Linked DNA regions of Mus musculus: region 2 is linked to region 1. Evidence: chromatin contacts called from public Hi-C data. All regions are on one chromosome and are shown on one strand. The core of a region is the stretch at or near the end of the contact, and the rest is flanking DNA. Distances in the headings are between cores, read along the strand shown. Region 1 overlaps Nell1 (NEL-like 1). Region 2 has its middle 130 kb from the start of Gm33015.

What was found. A called contact is a pair of places that touch in the nucleus more often than the background predicts.
Region 2: a Hi-C map of cerebellum shows a contact between it and region 1, with 3 times the contacts expected there. The contact joins two enhancer-like sites. A contact is called at or near these places in 1 of 15 datasets of contacts at CTCF or cohesin (stem cell-derived epiblast-like cells) and 2 of 484 Hi-C or Micro-C datasets (cerebellum and nephron progenitors).

Annotation. Positions count from the first base shown.
Region 1 is chr7:50,788,419-50,791,274 of GRCm38.p6, forward strand. All of the region lies in intron 15 of Nell1 (NEL-like 1), which reads left to right. Among named protein-coding and RNA genes, the nearest start is that of 4933405O20Rik, 190 kb to the left of the region's middle. Within about 2 kb of position 1,268, at least 1 of the 459 cell types and tissues checked has an H3K27ac peak or open chromatin away from gene starts, as enhancers often do. A contact at or near this core is called in cerebellum, where this site is marked.
Region 2 is chr7:51,309,001-51,311,700 of GRCm38.p6, forward strand. No RefSeq gene overlaps it. Among named protein-coding and RNA genes, the nearest start is that of Gm33015, 130 kb to the right of the region's middle. Within about 2 kb of position 1,406, at least 1 of the 459 cell types and tissues checked has an H3K27ac peak or open chromatin away from gene starts, as enhancers often do. A contact at or near this core is called in cerebellum, where this site is marked.

The sequences.
Region 1 (2,856 bases), core at 18-2,517:
TCAACTGACTTAATAATGATCCTCAAGGATGATTGATGTTCATAGCTAAAGGAATAATGAAAGGTTTGCATTCAAGTTGAAATACAGCATAGCCTTCTTCAATGACCTGGTATACACTCCCTAAGTGCACAGGAGATGACACAAATTCCTAGTGCCAACAATGGTAGACACTGAAGGAGAAAACCCCCCTCTGTGTGTCTGTATTAGGGACAGGATCTTGATGGAAGACACCTGGGTAGCTTTGGGATTGCTCTGCCTGGTGCACATTAACAGTTGTACATCTGCTACAGATTGTGTGAACGTTGACTGTTAATCCAGGGAAGACTTCTAATACGCCAAATATTATCTGACTTTCTCTACATTGTGTGTGTGTGTGTGTGTGTGTGTGTGTGTGTGAGAGAGAGAGAGAGAGAGAGAGAGACAGAGAGAGACAGAGAGAGAGACAGAGACAGAGAGACAGAGAGACAGACAGAGACAGACAGAGACATAGAGACAGAGAGACAGACGGAAACAGAGAATGAGAATGAGAATACAGAGAGGGGAGGGGGAGGGGAAAGAGAAAGACAGCTTGTCTGGAAGCAAGATAGCTCCTGTTCACAGACCCTCAGAGGAACAGGGCAAAGATGAGAGATGGCTTGATTCTGACTTCTACCATTTCCAACTTTAGTGACCACAAGGAAGCAGTGTCTCTCCGTGGGCTCTGTTGACTAGTCCATCACATTCATTTTAAAGAACAAAAGAAATCCATTTGGTTAAACTTAAGCAAAACCAGGAATGGATTAAGTCGTTCACAGGATTAAAAAAAAAAAGTAGGAATGAATTTTTATCAGAAACCAGAGTAGTCCACACTAAGGAATGTCCGTCCTTTCAGGTGAGAAATCACTCCGGTTCCACTGTTGTTATAGACATTTGTCACCCCAGTGGATGGTGGAACAGCTGTCAACAATTATCTCTCCTAGGTTTCATGCTCTCAGAGCAATATGAGAACATATTTTAAACCGTTTGAATACCTCTCTTTGGTTTGAGTTTCACCATATTGATGCAGGTAATATCTATTATCAACAGATAATTATGATTAGTATCACATTCCCCAAGGTAGGCAAGGACATTGGATGTCGATCAGCTGGCGTGCCAGATGTTCCCTGCACTATGTTACCCTTTTGGCCATGGCTTCTGTGTAGGGAGTTCAAACTAACTAGCAGACTGTACAAAGAAGAAACCAAGTCTGCATGAAATCATCCGATCTGAAAGCAACTGTCAAAGTCCTGCAGCGAGCTGGAAATGAAAAGGCCATTTTCTTTAGACTATGTCCAAGCAGCCCCCAAGGGTCTGGAGCTACCAGCTTGAGGAATGGTTTCTTAAGAATTTAATATATCTTGTGTGATAGATATTGCTTGGAAATTATTGCTGAAGGATAGTGCAGTGTGTCTTTACCTGAGGAGCCTGCTGTTCTTAAAGGTTTATCACTGTAATGCAAACAAAACAAAATTGTCATATAACCTTTAAACAACGAAAAAATTCATCTCATGGATGGATGGAACATGCTCACTAAAGTGTGAGCAGCTCTACCATTATTAGAACTTGTCCCCCATAGTCCAAGTAGGTAGCATAAGAGTGCCCATCAGTGATGGCACATCAGTGCCCACTGATGATATTGGGAAATTGTAACAGGCACAAACCCCCGGATGTTCTCTGTGCACACAGAACAATAATTGTGCATTAGTTATTTTTCTATTGCTGTGAGAAAACACATGATCAAGACACCTTATAGGAGGAAGTGTTTAATTGGGGTTACATTTTTAGTGTTAGAGTCCATGATGAGAGGAGGGGAAAGCAAGGGCATGGTAACAGGAATGGCTGAGAGATCATATCTTGGGGTAGGGAGGGAGGGAGAGAGTGAGTGTACTGGGACTTGCACTAGCCTTTTTCATACTCAATGGCTTCCCCTAGTGAGGCACCAATTCCGATAAGATACCTCATAATCATTCCCTAACAGTTACAGCAACTAAAGACCAAATAGTCAAGTATATGAGCCTATGGGGGGACATTCTCATTCAAACCACCTCAAAAATAAAACCACTTTGTGTTATTATTTAAGAATTCATGCTGAGTGTAGTGGCATTTGCTTTAATCCCAGCACTTGGGAGGAGGCAGAGGCAGGTGGACCTCTCAGAGTTTGAGATCAGTCTGAGAAACACTGTCTTAACTCCACACTACCCCAGAATATTATTTTAATTGAGATTGAATTACTTAGAGAGCAGTTAAATCACTGCCTCCTGTGTGTAGTTAGAAAGGCAGCTTTAGCATGTTCTGGTCACAGTCCTTTATGCACCAGCTTCCAAAAGAAACAGAATATTGTTGTTTGAAGACTAGATCAACACATACTTCCTGAAAGTAGACATTTACCAAGCTACTTGAATGAGCTGTTAGGGCTACTCATGATTACCTACTGAGTTTAAGTCTACTAAGCACAATGGTATTAATATCTGGGGTAGAGGTATTATTGTGTTAACTTTGTATACAATTTGTAATGAAAATACCTTTATTAGCCAGGCATGGTGGTTTGTGCCAACAGTCCTATCGCTCGAGAAGCTGAGGTAGAAGGATCATCATTAATTTCAAGTTCAGCTTGGGATGAACATTAAGTTCCAGGCTAGTCAGGGCTATTTAGTAAGAATCTTAACAAACAATAACACCATAATACTCATAATAGTGATATTATTATTCAATTATTGCACCAAGATTAAAAAAGAAAACTTTGTACTTTGGAGTCAGTCAAATGTAAAGATTATTTCTTAGGAAATATTTTAAATTACAATCAGATATTTTTATATAAAATATTCATTGAGTTGTTTA
Region 2 (2,700 bases), core at 156-2,655, 520 kb after region 1:
CTCTTCAGCCACTAAGAGTTATGATCAAGACAGGATTATGTATCTCCTACAAACACTCCATTGGACATCTAGGAAGGACCGAATTGGACAATATCTCTGTGGACATGTCTGCAATTCCTGATGCAGTACAGACCCTTGAGGACACAATGTAAATGTATCTTTATCCTAAGAGAAGCTCAGCACCTAATCCTTAGTACACCATCACCTCTGAAGGGATGGCTTTCATGGCAGCATAGACTGTGAGTGGAGGAGTTTCCTGAACTGTGGCTTGTGTTTCATTTACAAATTTCCATAGTGAGCCCTTGAGGAATGCATACAAGTGCTTTAGAAAACTGCCAAAGCCCATCCAGCAAACAACTGGTCCTGCATCACAAGGCCGACTTTGAGGCCCATGCAGCCTACATTACTGGTTAAAATCCCAGCAGAACAGTGGCTGATAGATGTGATGCAGCTGGACAGTGTTGCCCTGCAGTTGTATTCTGTAATTCTGTTTCTAGTTTTAACAGGTATCTTTCCCCAGACCCACACAACTGATTTCCCTTGAAATATAGAGATGTCAAAACTGGTTATATTTATCAATAAAACTGTCTCATATGATCAGAGATTACAGATAAAACCCATCTTCTCCCTCTCAGAGTCCTAGTTCCACCTAGCACTCAAATGTTCAGTTTATGTATGGAGCCCCCTCAGGAAGGGCTTTTAGTACTGCATGCCTATTGAAAGAGCTTTCCAGAGGAGGAGACCAGGCACATGATGCTGGTCCAGTATTTATATATTTTTGTCACTTAAGACATGGCAGTGAACAAGAACACACAGGGCCTTTGCTGGAGTCAAATGTCAGCTGTTGCTGAGGAAATTCAGGGGAATCTCCCTCCCTCTAAATCTCAGATTTATCTAAGACCGATAGACTTAGTCCTATCACCGGCCAATCTCCAGTTAACACTCAGAAACACAGCAGAAGGTTTAAGCCAGTTTTAGACAATGCAGAAAGCAGATTTGCTGGGAAGTTGGGTAAAGATTTCCTAGTTGGTGGTGTCATTCATTTTACATCAACAAGTTGAGAGGAAGTTACCTGGAAAATGTATTCGTTAGTTCACAACACCTCCTTAGCCAAATGGAACATCTCTCTCTGTCACCTCCCTTCCCAAGCTCCCAAGCAGCATCCCAAATCCTCAGATGAAGAAGGCTAATTGAGTCTTCTAACACGGGGGGGGGGGGGGGGTGACTTTTCTCAGATGGCTCCCTCCCAGCATTCTTGACATTTTTAATCCTGTTAGCAGCCTCCCTAGGTCATAGACTTTCATGTGGTTTCATCTGATTTTAATTTTTGCCAATACCCTACAAAATGCACCAGGTTATTAGTGACTTTTATGTCATGTGGCTTTAGCAAAATTGAATGCTAATGAGATGTGATTGGGTGGAAAATTATATCAACAGGGTGCTTGCCTCCTGTAATTACACCACAGCCTTTAGTTTGAAGCGGGGAAGGGGAGGGGAAGGGGTTCCACAATTTAGTTTATTTAACACTAATTTCTGAGGCACGCAAAGGCACTGAAATTTATTTAGCAGGTGATTCTGGGGTATTCACTGCTGGATAATGGGGCAGCCTTGCAAGTCCCAATGATGATAAAGACAAGCTGAGGAGGCATGCCCACTGCATCATGTTCCTGGAAGACCTGTTTACTACCCCTCCCCCAGTGAAAGGAATAAAGAGGAATACAGAACTATGGACAGGATGGTAGTCTTATCGAAAATAAACTTATTAAATGAGACAGATTCTTTATTAACCAGTCAAGAGTCAAATGATTAAACAGCTTTTCTTGCCATTAAATTGCAAGCAGAAATCAATGCGCATTATACAGTGGCACCCGCTGATACTGCAAAACATCCAAGGACAGCAAAAGACTGTGATTTATTGAAATATTTCATCAGTGTAATGGTCGAGAGATGGAGTACAGGTTTTCTGCAGAGTGCAGCTTAGCTCTTCTTCATTTCTGTGTCTCAGAAAGGCCACTTGCATAAACTCCCCAAATGCAGTATCTCCATTGTAAAACCCTAAGTATCCAACTTTAAGAATCTTCCCTACACTCACAATGTCATTAAGAAGGAGAAGCCACCTCGCAGAGACCTGTGCTTTGTCAATCGGCTGTGGATGGTGCTACCTGGTGAATATGACCATTTTTAGATAACTATCATGACTCAGGCAGGGTTGCTAAGTTCTGGACAGGCACACAGTGTCACAGGGCACCTAATCACTCCTGCAGAATTCAAACTACTCACTTGACCTGTTCTATGAAAATTTTATTTATTATCAATAACTTTGGGGAATTTAGAAGAGTAATCTTTATTCCAGTTTAAATTTTGTGGATTCAATTGTAAAAAGAAGGAAAATTAAAAGGTAACTACAATGTTAAGTAACTAAGAAAAAAAATCCTAGTGAGGAGTGGCACTTGTCCCATAAGCATTAGGAACAGTGTTCAGATCCACCAGGCCCATGTAAAAGACAAACTGATGCACTGATATCCGTTGGAAGGAAGAGGAAAGAAATACCATGGGCAAGCTGAGTAGCTAGATCGGGCACATTGGATTGGCAAAACACTAGCTCAGCAAGAGACCCTAGATCAGTTAAAAAAAAATGGAGAGTGAGTGAGAAAAACACACGATACTAACTTCAAGCCTACACACATGCATGTGTACTTG